Regions from separate parts of the Mus musculus genome. Here regions 2, 3, 4, 5, 6 and 7 are each linked to region 1. A link is a contact called in public Hi-C, HiChIP or PLAC-seq and promoter capture Hi-C data. All regions are on one chromosome and are shown on one strand. The core of a region is the stretch at or near the end of the contact, and the rest is flanking DNA. Distances in the headings are between cores, read along the strand shown. Region 1 holds the start of Tatdn1 (TatD DNase domain containing 1). Region 2 has its middle 31 kb from the start of Fer1l6. Region 3 overlaps Nsmce2 (NSE2/MMS21 homolog, SMC5-SMC6 complex SUMO ligase). Region 4 overlaps Washc5 (WASH complex subunit 5). Region 5 overlaps Gm36617 (a long non-coding RNA gene). Region 6 overlaps Fer1l6 (fer-1-like 6 (C. elegans)). Region 7 overlaps Gm36617 (a long non-coding RNA gene).

The links. Promoter capture Hi-C pulls out the DNA fragments that hold promoters and counts their contacts. Hi-C and Micro-C count contacts between places; a contact is called where the count stands out from the background. HiChIP or PLAC-seq counts read pairs in DNA pulled down with a chosen protein or histone mark.
Region 2: an H3K4me3 HiChIP or PLAC-seq map of the SCID.adh cell line shows a contact between it and region 1, with 9 read pairs. The contact joins the enhancer-like site here to the promoter of Tatdn1 in region 1. A contact is called at or near these places in 12 of 39 promoter capture datasets (3T3-L1-derived adipocytes, the C10 cell line, the HPC-7 cell line and 7 more), 29 of 484 Hi-C or Micro-C datasets (the 4T1 cell line, the Ba/F3 cell line, the C2C12 cell line and 19 more), 10 of 115 datasets of contacts at active chromatin or transcription factors (the SCID.adh cell line, astrocytes, cardiomyocytes and 7 more) and 4 of 9 other capture datasets (adipose tissue, embryonic stem cells, liver and 1 more).
Region 3: a contact with region 1 is called in an H3K4me3 HiChIP or PLAC-seq map of embryonic stem cells, with 5 times the contacts expected there. The contact joins the enhancer-like site here to the promoter of Tatdn1 in region 1. A contact is called at or near these places in 13 of 39 promoter capture datasets (the C10 cell line, the HPC-7 cell line, cranial neural crest and 8 more), 2 of 15 datasets of contacts at CTCF or cohesin (the NIH/3T3 cell line and large pre-B cells), 19 of 484 Hi-C or Micro-C datasets (the 63-12 cell line, CD4 T cells, the G1E-ER4 cell line and 12 more), 12 of 115 datasets of contacts at active chromatin or transcription factors (the 230-238 cell line, the SCID.adh cell line, T-cell acute lymphoblastic leukemia and 7 more) and 2 of 9 other capture datasets (adipose tissue and liver).
Region 4: an H3K27ac HiChIP or PLAC-seq map of trophoblast stem cells shows a contact between it and region 1, with 15 read pairs. The contact joins the enhancer-like site here to the promoter of Tatdn1 in region 1. A contact is called at or near these places in 19 of 39 promoter capture datasets (the C10 cell line, the HPC-7 cell line, the SN4741 cell line and 12 more), 2 of 15 datasets of contacts at CTCF or cohesin (the NIH/3T3 cell line and large pre-B cells), 14 of 484 Hi-C or Micro-C datasets (bone marrow-derived macrophages, cerebellar granule neurons, cortical neurons and 4 more), 23 of 115 datasets of contacts at active chromatin or transcription factors (the SCID.adh cell line, craniofacial prominence, effector CD8 T cells and 15 more) and 4 of 9 other capture datasets (adipose tissue, embryonic stem cells, liver and 1 more).
Region 5: a contact with region 1 is called in a promoter capture Hi-C map of liver. The contact joins the enhancer-like site here to the promoter of Tatdn1 in region 1. A contact is called at or near these places in 9 of 39 promoter capture datasets (the C10 cell line, cranial neural crest, embryonic stem cells and 6 more), 1 of 15 datasets of contacts at CTCF or cohesin (the NIH/3T3 cell line), 8 of 484 Hi-C or Micro-C datasets (CD4 T cells, the CH12 cell line, bone marrow-derived macrophages and 5 more), 28 of 115 datasets of contacts at active chromatin or transcription factors (the 230-238 cell line, the SCID.adh cell line, T-cell acute lymphoblastic leukemia and 19 more) and 4 of 9 other capture datasets (adipose tissue, embryonic stem cells, liver and 1 more).
Region 6: a Hi-C map of the G1E-ER4 cell line shows a contact between it and region 1, with 3 times the contacts expected there. The contact joins the enhancer-like site here to the promoter of Tatdn1 in region 1. A contact is called at or near these places in 4 of 39 promoter capture datasets (the C10 cell line, liver and pre-B cells), 1 of 15 datasets of contacts at CTCF or cohesin (large pre-B cells), 19 of 484 Hi-C or Micro-C datasets (B cells, CD4 T cells, CD8 T cells and 11 more), 6 of 115 datasets of contacts at active chromatin or transcription factors (the 230-238 cell line, the SCID.adh cell line, fetal liver and 3 more) and 3 of 9 other capture datasets (adipose tissue, embryonic stem cells and liver).
Region 7: a contact with region 1 is called in an H3K4me3 HiChIP or PLAC-seq map of the SCID.adh cell line, with 19 read pairs. The contact joins the enhancer-like site here to the promoter of Tatdn1 in region 1. A contact is called at or near these places in 13 of 39 promoter capture datasets (3T3-L1-derived adipocytes, the C10 cell line, cranial neural crest and 7 more), 1 of 15 datasets of contacts at CTCF or cohesin (the NIH/3T3 cell line), 1 of 484 Hi-C or Micro-C datasets (bone marrow-derived macrophages), 11 of 115 datasets of contacts at active chromatin or transcription factors (the 230-238 cell line, the SCID.adh cell line, embryonic stem cells and 4 more) and 1 of 9 other capture datasets (adipose tissue).

What each region holds. Positions count from the first base shown.
Region 1 is chr15:58,932,359-58,935,110 of GRCm38.p6, forward strand. It overlaps Tatdn1 (TatD DNase domain containing 1), which reads right to left and starts at 1,380. Exons shown (of 12, transcript NM_001368428.1): 1 at 1,321-1,380. The coding sequence starts at 1,342. It overlaps Ndufb9 (NADH:ubiquinone oxidoreductase subunit B9), which reads left to right and starts at 1,443. Exons shown (of 4, transcript NM_023172.4): 1 at 1,443-1,580. The coding sequence starts at 1,480. It overlaps Gm36559 (a long non-coding RNA gene), which reads right to left and starts at 918. Exons shown (of 2, transcript XR_875364.2): 1 at 1-918.
Region 2 is chr15:58,477,209-58,479,960 of GRCm38.p6, forward strand. No RefSeq gene overlaps it. Among named protein-coding and RNA genes, the nearest start is that of Fer1l6, 31 kb to the right of the region's middle. Within about 2 kb of position 1,428, at least 11 of the 459 cell types and tissues checked have an H3K27ac peak or open chromatin away from gene starts, as enhancers often do. A contact at or near this core is called in the SCID.adh cell line, where this site is marked.
Region 3 is chr15:59,390,841-59,393,592 of GRCm38.p6, forward strand. The region is part of intron 2 of Nsmce2 (NSE2/MMS21 homolog, SMC5-SMC6 complex SUMO ligase); the gene reads left to right. Among named protein-coding and RNA genes, the nearest start is that of Nsmce2, 18 kb to the left of the region's middle. Within about 2 kb of position 1,376, at least 78 of the 459 cell types and tissues checked have an H3K27ac peak or open chromatin away from gene starts, as enhancers often do. A contact at or near this core is called in the HPC-7 cell line, the NIH/3T3 cell line, adipose tissue and 7 more, where this site is marked.
Region 4 is chr15:59,332,587-59,335,338 of GRCm38.p6, forward strand. Washc5 (WASH complex subunit 5) reads right to left here. Exons shown (of 29, transcript NM_153548.3): 27 at 2,502-2,655; 28 at 1,032-1,119. Among named protein-coding and RNA genes, the nearest start is that of Sqle, 19 kb to the left of the region's middle. Within about 2 kb of position 1,350, at least 27 of the 459 cell types and tissues checked have an H3K27ac peak or open chromatin away from gene starts, as enhancers often do. A contact at or near this core is called in neural progenitor cells, pancreatic islet and trophoblast stem cells, where this site is marked.
Region 5 is chr15:59,277,028-59,279,779 of GRCm38.p6, forward strand. All of the region lies in intron 2 of Gm36617 (a long non-coding RNA gene), which reads left to right. Among named protein-coding and RNA genes, the nearest start is that of Gm36617, 32 kb to the left of the region's middle. Within about 2 kb of position 1,399, at least 65 of the 459 cell types and tissues checked have an H3K27ac peak or open chromatin away from gene starts, as enhancers often do. A contact at or near this core is called in adipose tissue, embryonic basal ganglia, forebrain and 3 more, where this site is marked.
Region 6 is chr15:58,584,213-58,586,964 of GRCm38.p6, forward strand. The region is part of intron 18 of Fer1l6 (fer-1-like 6 (C. elegans)); the gene reads left to right. Among named protein-coding and RNA genes, the nearest start is that of Gm36451, 11 kb to the right of the region's middle. Within about 2 kb of position 1,414, at least 30 of the 459 cell types and tissues checked have an H3K27ac peak or open chromatin away from gene starts, as enhancers often do. A contact at or near this core is called in the G1E-ER4 cell line, LSK cells, the P5424 cell line and 1 more, where this site is marked.
Region 7 is chr15:59,248,773-59,251,524 of GRCm38.p6, forward strand. All of the region lies in intron 1 of Gm36617 (a long non-coding RNA gene), which reads left to right. Among named protein-coding and RNA genes, the nearest start is that of Gm36617, 3.9 kb to the left of the region's middle. Within about 2 kb of position 1,324, at least 22 of the 459 cell types and tissues checked have an H3K27ac peak or open chromatin away from gene starts, as enhancers often do. A contact at or near this core is called in the SCID.adh cell line and adipose tissue, where this site is marked.

The sequences.
Region 1 (2,752 bases), core at 130-2,629:
TCACTTCAGGCTTTCTCACAGAGTTTTTGAAAAACCTGCTAACATTCTCCCCACGTTTGCTTTGACTGGCCATAGGCCTCACGTCTCTGGTGTGGAAACTAACTCACGACTAGATTTCTCACAACTCCATATTTAAATACAGTGTCTTGGGAAAATATATTGCTTAAGGTGTCTCTCAGATTTTACTGTATAACCTTAACCACTCTCCTGATTCCACTTTTGAGTGCTCGGAGGATGTCTCTATTTGGATGTCCTTTAACTCACGAATGGACCTAATCTATTAGATCCAGATGGCCTAGGTATTTCTTAACCTGCCATCTTTGGGTCTTCACTTCCCACAACAGGCATGAACAGTCAGTGCTAAATGCTATGCACAACCATCCCATTTCTCTTTTTCTATTCTTTTCCCTGTTTGCAAAACCTGAAATACTTACATTCGTCCCCTTATCTGCCACAAAATCTACAAAACGACTATCAGGGTAACCTCCTCCCTGTCACTTCCCACCCTTAAATAGCAGGGAAAGTCCACAACGACGAGGTTCATACTGAGACTACCCACATCGGTATCCCAGAAGGCAAGACTCTTTCCGTACAACTGGCACTCAAAGATTTGCTGAAAAGCCTTCATTGGAACGCCACTCCCAATAGAAGTGAAATTTAAGTAATCGAGACTTTAGGGTTCCAAGTTATCCTTCCAACCCTGACTCTTACAATGTCCCCCATTTTGAATCCTTGCCGCACTCTCCAGCTGTCGGATGGATCGTGGAACTTGCGAGGCGACACAATTTGCCACCCCCTCCCGTCTGAGGACTCCCGTTTATGTCTAGATGGCCTGTGAGCAGGACTTGGCCACATTCCCGGGACTCAATGTCAAGCCTCCCAGAGTTGTCTGTGGTATGAAGGGATGACTGAGTGAACCGGTACCTTGGAGGGACTGTCAGGCCGGCCATGTAGAAGAGTTCACGAAAGACAGAAGAAAAGTGATTGGCTTGGGGGGCGGTGCTTTTTGAGAGATGGGAGGACTCGGGGACTAGCCCATGCTAGGCGATCAGTCTACGGCTGAAGCACACCCCACACCTATTCCTCTCTTTCCAGTTGAATTAAACACACACAAAAAAAGCACAAGTCACAATGATTCATTGCCCGGGAATGCTCATAAATGAACATGCACTAGGGAAACCATCCTCCAGCAAGAACCAGATCAGTCATTGCCAGCACGCGAGGCCTCCGGGCATCTTCCGTGCCCTGGAAAGGCCATGCCGCGAAAAGGGGACCCGGGACTGTCAGCGAGGCTCACGACCAAGACAAACCTGCCCTTACCCACGAACTTGAAGAGACTCATGACGGCGCGGCAGGCTCCTCCCAGGGAAAAGCGGAAGTGGCTCAGAGCACGCTCGTCCTTCCGGTTCCGCCTCACAACCGCCCGCTTCCGGGTTCCCGGCAGCCCCCGCGGCGGCCGCTGAAGGTGAGCCGGACGCTATGGCGTTCTGCGCTCCCCCGGCCTACCTGACCCACCAGCAGAAGGTGCTGCGGCTGTATAAGCGCGCGCTGCGCCACCTCGAGTCATGGTGTATCCACAGGTGGGGAGAGGGGACCCGGGGCTCGGGGACGGAAGCCGAGGGGCCCCGTGGGCCAGGCTGATCAAGGACTTGGGGGACACAGTGAAGGGAGCCCGCCCTTGAACCCGGGTCCCGATGCAGTCCTCTCTGCTTGATCTGGCGGAGATGATTGTGTGGGGCGCAACCAGGACCCAGCGTAGAAAGTTGCATGAAGAAATAAAAAGTACCTAGGACTGTCATTGTCATGGATCTAAAGCTAACGTTTTTATGACTCTGTCGTCCCTAACCTTAACAGTAATTTGTCCATTATCTTTAGTTTGCAGAGTAACTCAGATATTAGTGATTATTTTAGCCTGATTTTACAGATAAGCAGGCTCATTCTATTCCACCTCCTACGTCATTTTATTTCTTTAACCATTGTTACTAGTCTTCTCGTTAAGTCTCATACGGTGGCATATGTTGGGGGAGACAGATATTCTCCATTACATTATGAGTTTGAGGCTAGGCCAAAAAAAAAAAAATACCCTTCTTACAAACAAACAAACAACAATATAGTGTTAAAACGTGTAGACTTTCATGACCTAAAAGAAATGCAAGGGGCAGTGACAACCGAAGATGTGTAAGTCCCATACCGCTACACTCTTACCCTAAAACCTAATCCCACAAGGAGGACTTCCAAGAAAAAGATGGAAAATCAAGTAACCCTGTAAGACCTGCAGAGGGTAACCCTGGAATCCTAGGATACAAGTTTGTGGTTACATCTCTTTGTTATGCAGGCTGGTGCAGTGTACAATGCTGAACAGTTGCTAGCTTCTTTCCTAAGTTTTTCTTATTTATTTAACAGAATTTGCAATTCAGCGTCCATTCTGGATGGCAAATAAATGACAGTTAACCCTTGATTTTGAGCTGCAATCCCATGGATTAACGGGGAACGTGACGGGGAAACTCAGAAGGAACAGTGTTACTGAAGAAGTTAAGACTTCAAGAATCCAGACAGTGTTATAGTACAGTTGGAGATATTAGGGCTCATATTCATGGAGGGAATAATCAAACTAGCTACTATGACAGCACTAACAGATTTGAAAGCTGACATCTTTTCTTAGTCCTTGTCCGCATCAGTTCCCTTAAAACAAAACAAACAAAAAAACCCGTGTTGATATCACCTGTGTGACAACCTTGCCTTCCTCCTTGTT
Region 2 (2,752 bases), core at 178-2,677, 460 kb before region 1:
AAGAAAACAAGGGACAAGAAAAACAAAACAAAGCAAAACAAAAAGTGCAGAAAACCCCTCTAGTGTGTTTTGTGCCGGCCAACTAATTGCTCCTGGGTGTAGGGCTGCTCTGAAGTAAGGTCGACACACCTACTGACCCCCCTGTGGGGAAACCCCATTTTCCCTCTTCCACCAGGTGTCAGCTGCAAGGAGCTTCTTGGTTAGAGGTGAGACTCTGGACCTACTTTTCCTTCTCAGTGCTGGGATTTTGGGATTTTGTCTGGTTTGAACCTGTGCAGGTCTTGTACTCACTCTCAGAGTCTCTGAGTAGGACTTTTTTTTTTTTTTTTTTTTAAATTGATGATTGATGCAGGAGGGCCCAGCCCATTGTAGATAGGTGGTCCTGGAGAGTACAAAAAACCAACTGAGCAAGCCAGGGTGAATGAGCAAGCCAGGAAGCAGCACTCTATCCCCCCCCCTTCCCCCCACCCCGAATCAGCTGCCTACAGTTTCCTGCCCCGTTTCAACTCTGCCCTGACTTTCCTCACTGATGACAGTTTGACCTAAGACTTGTAAGCTGAAATAAATCTTTTCTGCCACAAGTTGACTTTGGTCAATGGTACTGTAGGTGCTTTATCAGAGAAACAGTATCCCTAAGGAAGACAATGCCATGAAAGTCAATGCAGTGAGCGTCAAACCTGTGCTTTCCTGCCTTCTGTTCCTCCCCACCCCCACTCTGCTTCCCTCTTTCCTTTCCTTCTTTCTACAGATCTCAAAGGAGCCTTACTGAACCCTAGGATCTTCAACAAGATTTAAGGATTTAGTTGTCACAGAGTCCCAGTACTCAGAATGGCATTTGGCACACGGTAGATATATAATTGTCCAAGGTGAATGGCACTGGACAAGGTCCCAGAATCGGAGTAGGTGCTGCAGAGGCAGACATGAAGACTCAAACTGTCTGAAATTACACAATTCACAAGCTCTAAAGATTCTTCAGGAAGTGGCTATATTAATAAGAAGTGTAGGTAATATTTATTAGATGGTTGCCATAGGCTTGCTTGGATGGAGTCGAATTACTTTTTAAAAATGCATATGAACTTGTGCATGTATAGACAGGCCAGAGCTTGATTTCTGCTGTCTTCCTCGATTGGCACCCACCTTATTTGGGGGGTCTCTCCCTGTACCCGGAACTCACTTATTGGAATGACTAGCTGGCCATTGAGCTCAGGGCACCCCCCTGCCTCCACCTTCCCTGCACTAGGGTTACATGATGCAACCCTGGGCCCAGCTTCTACTGAAATGATGATCTGAACTCAAATCCTCATGCTTGTCCAGCAAGCGCACAACACACAGACCATCTCCCAGGCCCCCTACTTGGCCAGCCTTGAGGATGAGTAGGCGGAAACGTCTTCACTGTATCGGGCACAGGCACGGCCTCTGCAGGGAGTCAGAAACCTCACACATCAGCTATGACCTCCAGGCAGCCTGCGGGTGTGGACAAAGCAGGGCATCCAAACCACTTAAGAGAGTGATCATCCAGTGTACAGAAGAAAACAAAACCACGAAACCAGCCCGCACTTGTTGTTGTTTTTGTCTCCTGAAACCTGTGACCTAGTCAGTGAAGGACGGACATTTCTGACGAGCTTAAGAATCCTGACCTGCTCTCTCCACTTCGAGGGACTTACAGAACAGCCATGTATCAACTGACAGGCGTGAGGTTCAGTGAAATCTTCAATAGTCTGTCTAGAGCGAGGAGCATTTTGAGATGGCCTCAAACGAAACCAAAACAAAGGAAACCAAAGCAAACGGAACCAAACCCACCCCACCCACCCCAACCTTTCTGTTTAAGGAAAGGATCAACCTGTACCTGATGGAATACTTTGCTCCTTGGCCTTGAATAAGGAAGGGTGTGCTTGTGCTAAGGGAAGAGCACCTCCTGCAGAAATGGTGTGCCAACTGTTACTGATACTTCCAGACGGGAGCCTGGAAAAAAGATGGTTCTTGGGACCTTTCCCGGCTGTGTGTGGCTCAGGTCTTCTTTATCCCTGGACCTTACCCGCTCTTTACCCACATAGCAAAGACCACCATCTGTCCTCCAGCCACGCTTCCTTGCTTATTTGCTGTGATCACAATGCCGTGATGGTTTTCTGACTGTTGCGCTATCACGATTCATGATATTATCTAGTAATGAACAGGGCAGGAGAGGTGAAAGGGCTTAGTGCTCTGGTGTTACAGAAGAGACCTCAGTGCTGACAGGTCTCTATTATAGACAGGAGGTGCTGAAGTTCAAATGCAGCTCTTGATCGATCTCCATGGGGTGTGTATGTGTGTGTGTGTGTGTGTAATTTTTTTGTTTTTGTTATATAATCCTACAGTCAAAGGAAGGAGCAGTTGCTTAGTTAGGGTGGGTGCACTAGAACCACCTTGGATGAGACATAAATGTTCTTCCCAGACCTCACCCTAGAGAAACTGAATTAGGGTTTTCAGGACTAGGTTCCCAGGGGAGTCTTTGAACATCCAGGGTTGAAAGCTGCAAACTGGGTTCTTGGTTAAGACTGTTCAAAGGTTTGAGTTCTCCTTATTCACACAGAAGGGAGAATGAAAACTTAACACAGTGACATTTTCTGCTCAGTGTGCTGTTTCCTTTCCTCTCTGGCTTAAACTGCTTTCACAATTGTATTTAAAATCAAGAATTACCTTCCGAATTTTAAAACCATTAACAGTCCTCTGCATGGTGTGTGTGAAGTATAGATAGACCAATGAACAAAAAGCC
Region 3 (2,752 bases), core at 126-2,625, 460 kb after region 1:
AGTAGGAGTCACTCAGTAAAAAGCCAGGCCAGCACCAAATCATGTCTCTGGCCATTGGCAAGAACTGATGCTGGCTTAATGCTATGCAGAGATGACAACAGAGGCAGAAGTAGAACTGACATGAGGAGCCTTTTGTGAAGCACTGTAGTCCTCTTTTAATGACATAAAGTTTTAATGTCTTGTGGTCAGAGGGAAGGAGCTTTTATGAGGACGACACGTAGCACAGCTGAAAGCAGCTTGATTCTTCTAGAGATCATTACCCACACTGTTCTTTCCCCGTTACAGACGAAGTCCTGTATTCATGCTGTGCGTTTCTGTATACCATTACTTATGTGTACACGTGCAGCCTGATAAAACTACAGTGTTTGCCACATGTGTAATTTAAAATTTTCTACTGCCCTTCTTTCATAAAATATGGAGGAAGGAGAGATTTGTAATGTTTTATTTAACCTAGTGTATCTGAAACTATTTTTCGGGACCAGAGAGATGGCTTTATGGGTAAGAGGATTGGCTGCTTTTCCAGAGGACCTAGGTTCAATTCCTATAACCCAGGCTATACCACACCTGCTTCTACACTAGACACTACTCATGTCCATAGTATATCCGTAGACATAATGCAGTCAAAACATCTATACACACAAATATAATTTAAAAAGTAAATAAAGATAAAATATTTTTATGTGTCATAAATATGAAAGCTCCTAAGGAGTTCTTTTGACACAGCGTGGGCACTGAAATCAGAATCCTACAGTACACTAGACTCCAGACTAGCCACACTGCTTATGCTTATTGGTCACATATAACACTTTATGAGATGACAAAAGACACATAAGGGTTATTTCACTTCTCTGTGACAGAGTAAGAAATAAGAGATGGCCAAATCAGCTAGATCTGCAGCTCTTTAGCAGTTCTGGTGAGTCTTCCAATCAAACCGGTGGAAGAATGAGACACTCAGTTTCTCCTGCACTCTCCTCTGCTGAAACTGTGGCTAGTATTTTAGGGTTTTCCCCAAATTGTTTAGCCAGCTTAAAATAAAAAGTGCATTGTTTCTGAGGATCCTGTTACATTTGCTTCTGTATAAAATGTTGTGTGTTCATTTGAATCCACATCTACAGTTCTTCATATTTTGTAGCTGATGTGGTAAATCAGTTTCATATGCTGTTGGGCAAGCTGGAAGGTTAAGCCTCTTAACTTCGGCAGCCAGCATATTCTAGTTGCTGTAAACAATTAAGCCTGTCAGCAGTTGACCTTGGGAATGCTAATTTGCTTGTCCCTGGGTGCCGCCTCAGGCCCTGGCTTTCTCTCTGTGGGTGGGAGTTGTGAACCTGGTTTGGAGAAGAACTAGAGGCATTTGAGGCCAGCTCCAAACAGATGTGCTTCTTGCTTCACTTTTGCATGTGACCACAGTTGCAAGAGGCATATTCTTGCATGTTTTTTTTAAGGCCTGTGGAATCAGAGAGCAAAGTTGAAAGGCAGCTTCTTTACCTTTGGATCTGTTCTTGCCCTTCAGTAGAGTCCTCATCTGTCATGGCGAAGGTTGATTTAAAACCAGCAGTCTTTTTCATTGGGGTTCACTGTGCGTCTTAAACTTACAAGAAGAGTTGAAAGCCACCTTTTATCACACACACACACACACACTCCTTGCTTTGTGATTTTTTACTGACAGGGTCTTACCATGTAACCCAGGCTCGCCTCAAAGTTACTACCCTCCTACCTCATCCTCCAGAAGGCTGAGATTACAGGAATCCATAAGCACACCTGGTTTCGTATTCATGGCAGTTATTTTGTGTCTGGTCAAGAATAAGGCGAATAATTGAGGAGAAGGGGGTGCTAGCTGGGAAGTTATACTCACTGAGAAGTTCTTCATGGGCTCTCTGTAAGTGTGCATACCTGAGAGAGGAAGGTTGAGAGTATTTATTCAATTCTAAATTAATTACTGCCATTGTAAACTGGTGACGGCAGCAGTGACCACTTTAACCTGAAGATGAAGATTTCACTTTTCTTCTGGACTGCGTGTTAGGTTTTTGGGAGTGAGAAGAGAATGGTATTCAAGAAAGAGACGTATTGAGTTCAGTTGTCTTTAGGACAGGGTATTTATTAACAGCACAGCCTGTCCTGTGGTCCCACCCTGATGCCATAGCTTTAGTCCTGCCAGACAAAGGAAGGTGCCTATACTTAAAGGTTTCAGAGAGATGGGGGAAATCCTATACTGTGTGGAAGGAGGCCTCGTTAATATGTGACTTGAGCTAGATGACTCGGACCACAGTCAGGGTGTTTTAGATTGTGACTAGCATTGGGGAAGAGGCAGATTTGGCTCTGTGTGAGGGCTGTGTAAGGGCAACAACTTACAGGGCTGGCTCATTAGCTCTTAGCTATAGCATCTGCACCTGGAGACTCTGGGTTCTGATATAGTGCTTAGGCAAAGTACAACATGATACTGTACAGTACAGTACAGTACTGTAGAGTATCATATAAAACTTATTTAAATTGTTTATTTGAACTTGTTTGGTTTTCATTATTAGGTAATTGTTAATTTTTTAAAAAATTGATTGATCACCAATTACTTCTTGGCCCATGCTTTGAAAAGGTTAATTAGCAGCTACGGCAAATAAGAATAAATGCAAAGATTGGGAAAGCTACGTGGTAGTAAGCAAGGTATTTCTAATTAGTAGATTATTGGTATGTGTGACAGAAAAAAGAATCAGACCTCTTCCTTTACGACAGAACCCCGGTCTATATGTCAGGATGCACA
Region 4 (2,752 bases), core at 100-2,599, 400 kb after region 1:
CAGGCTTTGCTCCCAATGGCACTAGGATCTGGGAGTATGCCAACGAGAGACAAAGGAGAAACCCAGAGGCCAGAGGAAAACAGGAAGGTCTGGAAAGGCCTGCATTCCTTAACTGCTTTGAGGAGGAGGAAAAGGAGGAGGAGGAGGAGGGTGGCATGGAGGTGAGGTGGGGGAATGGAACAGGTGATCTCTGTGAGCTAGAGAAACATTTGCAAAACACTGTGTGTGTGTGTGAGAGAGAGAGAGGAGAGAGAGAGAGGGAAGAGACAGAATGTGCATAAATATTGTATTAAAGACATTTAAAGAGAGACTTAATCATGAGATAGGAGACCAGAAACAAGACAAGAAGACTGGATTCAGCTCATCATGGGAAAGGCTGATGGACCTTGCAATCTCATGATACTTTTGCAAAATCTAGGTATACCCTTGTACATGGATTAGGAAACATCGGCATGCTTTTGTATTGTGTATGTTAATCTCTAGCAAGTAAATTCCTACCAGTGCATTTCTGGGACTCTGGGGTGATTACACCATTGAAGCTTTAAAGCACAAAGCTAAATTCCCCTTAAAGACAGAGGTTGCTATTTTCCCATTCACATCATGGAGAATAAACTCTTCCAAACCCAGAGCCCAGAGCCCAGAGCCCCATGTCTCTCACTTGGGAGTCTAGCTTGGTTTGCACCTGGATATAAGTAGGGCCGAGCCTTCCCCAAATGCTTATCCTGCTTGTACTTTACTAAAACTGCCTGTTAATATCTACCCATCTCCCTTCTGAACACAACAGTATCAAGGAAATGTCCACTTTTTTTGGTTTATAGTTAATAGTTCCTGTTTCACCTCTCTCTTGTTTTTTGTGTTTTTCGAGAAAGGGTTTCTCTGTGTAGCCCTGGCTGTCCTGGAACTCACTCACAGGAAGACCTGTGCAGCGGACGTCAGGGCGCAGCCGTGGAGGGCTGAGGCAGCCTACAGGACTTCTTTTCTAACAGCTTTGGGTATGTCATCACTGTCATCGTTTCCTGTCGAGGGCTTACCCTTCGGGGGAGTTTTGTATACCGAACATAATCCTCCAGGAAGAGAAGGGCGCCCACAGCATCTGCAGGCATTTCAGGCATCTTCTGGCTGTAAAAGAAGTCTGGGTCAGCTAGCTGCTTTGTTATGTTAACACATCCTTCCTTGAGCAGTACACCAAGTCTAACAAACCCACAGGGCACCCTCTTGATTCCTATGAAGTAATTAACCTGCTCTTATTTAGGAACCAATCCTACAGGAAACAAGCTAACAAGGAGCTGGTAGGTAGGTCAGGGGTAAAGGCACCTGCCTCTAAGGGTGATGGCCTTGGCTCCATGCCCAGAACCTGTGAAGGAAGGAGAACTGGCTCCCTAAAGCCTGTCTTCTGACCTCCACATGCTTGCAGTGAGTGGAACATGTACATAATGTGTACACACACAGGCTAATAGGTGTAATTAGAGAAAAGCAAAGCCAATCGTAACCTCGCCTCTGGCTTATAACTTGGTCTTGCTGTCTGTCTAGAGTCTGGACAGACAGGTCTACACTCTAGAGTCATCTATCTCCCTTTGATGTCCTTCAGACTCCATGAGACAATCAATGCCTGTCAACGCCCACACATCCCCATCCTCTCGGCCTTCAGCTACATTTGTTTGCACACCCATTTGAAGTAAATGAGTAGCTGGGACTGGTGTAGCAGACCTGCAATCCCATCTACTCTGAAGGCAGATGCAGGAAAATTTCAAATACAATGTCCACCTGGGCTACAGACTAAATTCAGGGCCGGGCTGGGAAACAGTGAGACAATGTCTTGAGAAGCCAAAGGAGGGCTCAGCTTCAGAGCTCTTAGCTGATGCATACAAGGTCATAGCATAGCAGAATGATCTGCTATGTGGGCAAAAATAACCAAATGGCAATCCGCTAACTTCATGTTCAGCTAGGCTGACCCTTTCAGGCAGCACGGAGTGGAGCTGACACAGTGTCCTAGGGCCATGACTTTTGTTTGTTTTGTTCTATCCTAGAAACCCCACAAGTGAACAGAAGGGAGCATAGATAGCGCTTGCAGAAACTGAAGGTTTACGTTTTGTTCTCTAACAGCACCTTGCGATTCCTGTTTTGTTATACACCATTAACAAAGACTTGCCTGGCCATGAAACTGAGGTATCACTTCCTTCCATGTCTTAGAGGCAGAGGAGCAGGAATGAAGAGAGATGGAACCAGCATGGCAGAGGCACAGGTCTGCTTGCCTTCTCACCATGTCTCCTATCTCCACCAAGACCCAGGCTTACACAGCCCCGGCCAGAAGAACGACAGGGCATTTCCTGGCGGGGAGCACAGGAGGAGCACCTGGTGCTCGCTCCTTGTCCTGACTTGTTTGGAGACCTCAAGCATCATCGCCAGTCCTGTCAGGACAGTGATGAGAGGCATTTGTCCTGACAGGTCGCAGTCCCTCTTTGTGGCATTAAGTTCCACTATTTCTGACTGGCCCTCTGTACCTTGTGCACTGCTCCATTGTGGAGCGAATAAACTGGCCAATCAGTGCCAGGAATTGCTCGGTGTACCGGGAGTGGAACTGCTTCAGCAGCGTGAGCAGACCTAGGACGAGCGGTGGCCAGTCAACAGGGTCGGCAGGCTTCCGGCAGACCATGCCTGTGAGGGAACAAGTTACAATACCCAGTGAATTACTTGCTTTTGACAGTGTCCACTAAATATCAGCCCTCATCAATATCATCACTGCTGGCAGGAG
Region 5 (2,752 bases), core at 149-2,648, 340 kb after region 1:
CCAGATATGATATGGAAAATGCTACCTGAAGCTGTCATGAGATGTTGTCACTTGTTATATCCCCAAAGTACTCTAGAGTCACTGTCAACCTTCAACCCATGGCTGACGGATCCCATATCACCACGAGAATGTCTCTGCTGCTCTCTGGTGACATGGAAGTGGGTATCCATCCCATCTCCTTTCATCCCACCCCAAATGACCAAGTATCAGCCATTTCCTTCTCCTCCAGATTCTTGTTCCAAGTCATAGGCTACAACCATTGCCCCTACCCAGGGGTGCTGTCGCCAGAGTAGATAGAAAACAATGTGACTGCACATATAAATGTTAACTATGCTCCGTAGGGGAGACACTGTGGCTTAAAACTCACATTGTGACCCTCAGACTTGGGCTGGTGAGATGGCTCAGTAGGAAGGGCAGGTGCTGCCAAGCTTGACAACTTGAGTTGGATTCCCAAGACCCACATGGTGGAAGGAGAGAACCAGTTTCCACAAGTTGTTCTTTGACCCTCACATGTATGCTGTTAAACACACACACACACACACACACACACACACACACACATATACATATAGACACATCACAAATACTTGTAATAATTTAAAAAAAAAAGCCCTCAGACTCTGTTTTTATTTTTTGAGGTGGTTCCATTTGTAGTCATACGAGGATCTGACACTCTGTTCTGGCTGTGCTCACACCATGAATGTGCACAGGCACAAGTGTGCATGATTGAAAAAAAAATTCTAAGGAACACAATACAAGAGGGGAAGATGGAGAGATGGAAGGGAAGGAGACAGAGGAAGACAGGGAGAGGAAGAGAGAGAGGGAGGTGGGGAACAGAGTCCCCTCTGGTCCTCTCACGGGCTGTCTCTTCCCAGTCTGCGTTTTGAACAGGCCAGACTCCCTCCCTTGGGCCGCATGTGGATGCTTTCCTCTGCTCAGCAGATGACTAAGTGGCGTCTTTGGGGGAAGCATCTTTCCTCCAGAAGCCAACTGGGCGGCTGAGGGTGGCATGTCACAAATGTCATGAAGGATGGCAAAGGGAAGCAAGGAGTGCACCCGTTCAAGCCTCTTCATGTCAAGCTTGTTCAACTTAAATTTCCAGTGACTTCATTGGAAATTTTAAATCGTGGGATTTCTCCCACACCGTGCCCTTAGGAAACAAACACAAACAGGCAAGTCTCACAAGGGGGACCCATGTAGTTTGTTTCTGCCTGAACATTTGCAAGGGATATTAGTCTCAGAAACATGGGAGACACCTGAACATGTATGTTCAGTGTGTCCAGCTTTCTGGAGACAGGAGGGAAGGAAAATGAAAGTACAGACAGGTTCCCTGTGGGCCAGCTTTGACCTCAGCAGTTCTGACGCATTAGCCAGTGTTTACCTTCCAGTCCGTCCCGGCTACAGCTCCTTCAAAGTCACCCCTTGATTGGTGATGAGGATATGGAGATGCACAGGTGTTGCATGGCTTGTCTGAGTGACAAGCTTGCCCGGCAGTTGCAAGATGAACATCGTGCTCAGTAAAAGAATCATGCAGACCCATGATTCTCGAACTGAACTCTTACACAAAAGAAAAACAAAACCTAGAGAAGGGTTGTGTCCTATTTTATAGATGGAAAAAAAAATGGGACTTTTTATTTAATAAGTGACTTAGCAAATGTTGTTAAATCAGGGTGTCTCTGCAGGTGAGACGTGGATATGTCAACCCTCCCAGCCACCTAGGACCCAGCCACCCTGTGTGTGGAAGGAAGAAGCCTTGGGGAACAGGTCTCGGCCCAGGCAACCAACCAACAAAGAGACTCAGACTGATCCTATGGACAAAATGTTAGGGGTGACAAGTGTCACATTGCAGGCTTATAGTAGGGAGTAGAATAGAATGGATCTGCACAGTGAGTGAGGAAAGACACTGTCCTGTCTCCTCACAGATGGCTGCCTTCTGGCTCCAGGGCTCTGGCCAGCAGCCCTGTGCTATGGCCATGACCTACTTTTCGTTCAGCCGGTTATAGCCGTATGGCCTATTTCTTTCCTGCAGAATTATTTCCTAACGCTGGCTGGGTATGACTTGCTGAGCACAGCATTTATACACTTGGATGTGAAGAAAGAAAAAAACCCCTTTAAACTGGCAGAATCACATTCTGGAGCCGGGAAAAATTAAGATCAGAGTCTCAGATGGTTCTCTGCTTGCTTTCACATTGGTTTCCATTCTACAACTGCCCCAAGTTTTGTGTGTGTGTGTGTGTGTTTTAAAGGCTGTGGGTTGCTGTACCAAGTGCTTCCCTAACTAATACCTATTAGAATACAGTCTTTCCCAAGCTTGCTTTGCACAGTGGCATCTTAACTTGCTCATAAAATCCCACTGCCCGCAGAGGGCCCTGCTTGCGGGATCCGAGGGAAGAGAGTGAGAGTGGTGGTAAGTGACGTTAAGGTGGTAATTAGGCAAGGTAATTAGACCCTGTTGAAAGAGCTGAGCTGCAAAGTGCATGGTGATAAAGGGGCTGCCTAGACAACTAAATGGGTGTAATTAGATACAAAAGCGCCCATTCTCTCTTCCTTTCTGCTTCTCAAGACTTTCCGATTCTCAAGTCCAAACCTGCAGGTCCTCCCCTCACCCCCCCCCTGCGCCCCAGAGACCTGGGGAGTGTTCTGTCCCTCAGCTAGCAACCTCCCCCTAGTCTGAGCCTTAGAGTTCCTTATCCTTTTCTCTACCTTATTGCCACACTCCCAAAACAGAGCTGCAAACTCTAAGGATTCTCAG
Region 6 (2,752 bases), core at 164-2,663, 350 kb before region 1:
GAGGGAAGGAAGGAGGTAGAAGAAGAAAGGACGTGTTCTTTTGATAAGAGCACGTCATATTAAATTTAGGGACCATCCTATTTCAGTCTAGTCATTTGACTAATTACATCTGCAGTGACTCCACTTCCAAATAGGGTAGCAATCTGATGACTGAAGATTAAGATCTAAAACAGATGACTCTGGGAGGAACATTATTCAATCCATAACAGAGTTCTGGGCAAATATTTACCGGCTGTGTGATCTTGGTGAGACTGCTTAATATTTTTCATACGTTTGAAGAAGTTTATTCTATTTTTCCTCCACTACATGGATATGCCTGTGAGGATTAAGTGAATAAACTCAAGCAAAGAACACATATTTGTGCCTTACGCCATCATCAGTCAGTAAATACCAGTGTTTAAGAAACTGTGGGTCCAGCACCTCTGAGAACTTGCTATCCCCTGCAGAGCCCTCTTCAGTTGTTTGTGGCTGTGGGGCTTAATCTGACTGGATTTAGAATTGACCTTGGGGCACAGTCCGGGTCTAACCATGAGTGTGCTTCCAGAAACCCTTAACCGATATGGGGAGACCCACCCTGAGAATGTGTGGCATCATCCCTTGGCCTGGGGTCTCAGACTGAATAAGAGGGAAGGACAGGAAAAGAGGCAAGCAACCACCGGCATTCATCTGCCTCTGCCTTCTTCCTGTGGACCTGATAGACAGCCACTTTGTCCTCACTCCCTCCCCCCACCCCCACACTTCCCCACCCCTAAACTTCCCCCACACCATGGTTGATGGTAGGCTCCCTTAAACCATGAGCCAAAATGAATCCTTTCTTGAAGTTGCCTTTGCTGGGAATTTGGCACATTGGCGAGAGAAGGAACTAACACAGTGACTTTGCTTATTTCTTTCTGTCCTGTCTGTAAAATAATTCTTAAACATCTGCTCCTATGAAACTATAAGTGAAAAAAGTCAATATATATATATATATATATATATATATATATATATATATATATATATATATAACCTAAGTCATTCATCCCAAATATCAGAGACTTTCTTTTACCTTCTCCATTCAAAGAGTGCTACAGAAACTAGAAAGGTTTGTCTTAAAAATAGCAAATCGTTTCCGGAGGGCCTGTGCTAAAAATACTAGAGAGTGGTATGAAGTTACTCTCTGCTAAATATTTTGGTGTATCCTGGCACCGTACAAAATTAGAACAAAGAGCTGCTGTCAAATCAAGCTAGGGAAAAGGTACCGCTAGATCGGAGAAATGCTTTTCCACAGGTATCCAGCATGCGCGTTATCTTTATCAATGTGTTTATGGCTTTCTTTATCTGCATTTTCCTGTTGCCACTGTGACTGCCCTGGATGATCACTCAGTCTCCTTGAATTCAGTCACCACCCGGGGAGGGAGCAAGCTTCTGGAAAGCGTGATTCAGCAAGACCGGTTCTGTTTCCCTTCTTGTTCTGACTGTCAACTCCCATTTCAACTCCCTCTCACCTGCCACTTCCTTTTATTCTCTACCCCACCCCCACTCCTTTCTGAAACCGTAAGTCTGAAAAATAAAAAAGCCAAGACGATAGGAGAAGGCCCAGTCTCATGATGAGTTCCTAGTGGAGAATTCAGAAGTGGAAATAAGAAGCACAGACTGTAGATTTTCTCTACGCCAGAAATTCTTCAAAGTTGATTCTGTGGCACAGCTGTCTGCTGGGTATGCACCCCCTAAACATTCAAAGACCTGTAGGAGGTTGTGGTTGTCACGCTGGAAAGTCATAGACTTTCCCGGTGCCCACGGATCAGAAAATGACAGCTAGATCTACAGCCAAGAATCACCCACAGTTTTGAAAATCATATTTGTTATTTATTGCCCCAGAGTATCTGTGTACAATTGAATTAGTCACTCTGCCTGTTGCCCTGTCAGAATGTGCCTTGCAGAAGCATCTCAGGGCATAAAGGATGTGCTTTGACTCACAGGTGAGGTGACACAGGTCTTCATGGTGGGGTGGGTGAAGGAATGGTCACTAGCCTGGGTCTGTGGCAACAAGAGCTTTTGCTAGAGGCTTCTTGTGTGTACAGGCCAAGAATCAGAGACAACGGGCCAAAACAAGAGAGATCATCTTCAAAGACCCTTCTGCTAGACTACAGACCCAAGGTTCTATAGCCTCCCCAAACAGTGCCACTGGCTGTGTCCAGGAAGGACATTTGACTTCCAAACTCTACCAGGGACTTTAACAGACCTTCTATCTGTTAGGTTCATTTTGGGAGGAGGAGGTAGATGAGGCATAGGGAAGGCTAAGATTTGAGCATTACATCTCCTGCAGAATTTGATGTCGGCTATCAGAGCTGTTTATGTACCTCTTCATTCTTGGCTGTTTGTTTGTTTGTTTGTTTTTATCTGCTCTCCATTCTGGTCTCAAAGGGTTGAATAAATCAAACCTGGATGTGTGAGTTGATTTTTTGGTTCTCACTATAAATTCACACACACACACACACACAAACACACACACACACACACACACACACACACACACACACACACACACACACACATTCACACTTACAAACATGCCCATATACACACAAGCACACTCACAAACACACATTCACACACACATGCATAAGCACATACACACATGTACACACACACACATGCACAAACACTCATAGTTTCTTCACTAGCAGTAGAAGGAATGATGTTTTCTATTGTTTTTCATTAAAGAAAAAGGAACTTTTAAAATAAATTTTAAGGGTGGAATGTAACATAG
Region 7 (2,752 bases), core at 74-2,573, 320 kb after region 1:
GAAAGGACATTCATTCAACTTTGCTTAACTTCCTCCATGTACTCAGAATTAAATAGCTTTTCTTTAATTAGCAATTTTTTTTGAGCAGTCAGCTAGTTGGTCGATTTCATTGATTTGTTAGTTAAAATCCAAAGCTGCCACCTCTCCCTAACCCCACCCCCTTCACCTTCGTAAGACCATCTGGTTTAATGGAAAGGAAAGGAAAACTTGAGGAAATTAAGTAAATGACGTCAGGGCCTGAGCGGAAGCAGATATGCTAGGGGCTGTTCTTGTCAGCTTGTAACCAGAGAGACATAAATACACATTAGGGGAGAGGAAATTCAAAACAGATCAGGGAAGGAGAGCATGGCTGAGGCATTGAAAAACAGTAAACTCAGAACCTGCGGGGGGGGGGGGGGGGCGAGGCGGCAGCAGGCTGTGACCCTAATGAGTCAGGTCTCATTGGCTGTTATTGTTTGAATGACGTGAATTGTCATAAGTCCCACCCATTCTTGGTAGCACAATTGACTTTTTGAGGGGTGAGGTTTAGGGTTAGAGTGCCTTCTTTTGCTATTTGTCATCTTAATCTTTTGAGAGGAGTCGCTTTTCTTCTAAGTGAGCCCGTCTCCACTCCAATGTCCCGGTTTTTGTGCTAAAAAATTCTCAAGACATTTAAGAAACAAAATATCTGATTCTTGCTTTTCTCTAAGACTGCCATGGCCACTTAAATTGACCAAAAAGGTATGGCTTTCCTCTTAAAGACAAAGTTAGCACACAGATGGTTATTTTGAGTTCAGGAAAGTGACTTCCTTTGCCCATGACAACTTATAGACATACACCTCAAAGTCCCTTTAACTGATCTCGGAGGCAAGGCAGGTCTGTAAGCTGTGCTTCAAGAAACTCCAAGGATTCTGAGACTAGCTAGCATTTTACAAAGGACAATTACAAATTTCTCCTGGGATTCCCAGCAGTGGCTATTTAATTCCAAACCAGAGAGACAGGCTATATGACTGAAGGCAAAAGCCCAGAGCCTGGCTGCCACACTGCTCCCAAGAATATAAAACACAGGAAGAGGAGATTGAAAGGTAGCTTGAACATCAGGACTAATCTTCATACTGATCTTTCTTTCATCTTTTGGCATTTAACTCAGTCTGGCCTCGAACCCCTAATCCTCCTACTTCTGCCTTCCAAGAGCTGGGATTACAAGCATGCACCACTACACCCTAGACCCGTACAATTCCCCCAGCTTTGTGCAGCTGCCAGGTACCTCAACATGTTCCAACTGCTTTGTTGTCTGTTCCCATCTGGAGACCACCAACTGCTTCCTGCTCTTAATGAACTCCCAGGGAGAGAGGTGGCCACTTACCTTTTTCTTGCTGTGCTTGGACTGGGCATGCAGTCCCTGCTTCCCGAACAAGGCCCTTGCCTCCATGTAATATGCTTTTAGACAGGAGAAAGGCTTGCGTATTTTAGACTTCTTGGAAGTTTACTAGACCACACGAGTACTTGGGCTCCATTTCCCTGAATTATTGGGCCCATTGTCACAGTACGGGACTAGCCACAGAGTGGGCAGTGAGGTTAGGAGGATGTCCGTCCTCAGCCAGCTTCCGGTGCTAAAGAAAGGCCTTTCTAGGATGAGGCCACCATTGACACCCGAGTTCTAGTACTCGGCAGGACTTAATTGAAGGAATAAGCAGGGGCCTCGTGATAAATGAGATAAAATGTGGTCCCTGCCTGAAGGCGGCACAGTCTCCTCTTGTCAGGTCGCCAAACCCAAACCTGCTGTGCGCCGTCTTTGGCTGCTAGGCCAAAGGTTTGCGATACCCTGTCTAAGTAGCTTTCTGAACAGACCCACTGTGCCCCTTTCCCTCCATGTGACCTTAGATGGTGCTTGGATCTATCCCCCAAGGCCAGCTTTGCCTACTTGTGACTTCGGACAACTCTTTTGCCCTCTCTGAGCCTCAGATGAAGCCTTCATTTGTAAAATGGAGATAATGTCCACACAAGGACCTCGGTGTGTGAGGCTTGGGTGAGATTCCGTATTATGCGCATTTGCTTCTCTAGCACACACGAAGAGGTGGGGGCAGACCCCCTAAGCTGCCTGTGTGATCAAGGCCACAGTAAATGTAGCCTGGGCACCTAACCTGGGCACGGTAAATGTCAGAAAGCTCTGGGCGTCAGTTTGCACATGTGATTCCCCTTCTCCTAGCCCACCCCTGAATTTCTCTCATTTCAAAGCCTAGCAGCTTCCCCGGTTCCGAATCCCATATCTGCTCGTGGGACTTAACACATCCAGCTTCTCAGGTTTAGACAAAGATTCTCAGTTGTCCTGCGACCTCTTATAGCTCTTGGCCCACCTCTCTCAAGAGGCATCTAGACTTCACTTACTACCCCATACCTCAGTTCCCAGTGGGCTTAGGGCGCTGCACTCTCCAGTGGAGTTGAGGACTGTCAACATAAAGCCCACTAGAATCTGGTGGGAGGTGGGGACTCTGCCCATGGCGGCCTTGATGAAGTCTAATCAGAGGTCAAGATTCTTAGATGCTCTTTTTAAAAAAAACTATAATGTTCCCCTAAGTCCCATCTGACCAGGCTCAGTACATGTATTCCCTTCTCAAAGGAGCCATATAGATTCAGAGTTATAAGCTAAGGCACCCCTCCCCTCGTTATCTCAGGAAATATTCCATTTATTATCATTTCTACTTGTGTGCTTAATGGTTTGTTCACTGTTTTTTTTTCCCCCTTATTTTTATTAGGCTGTGTATAAGAGATG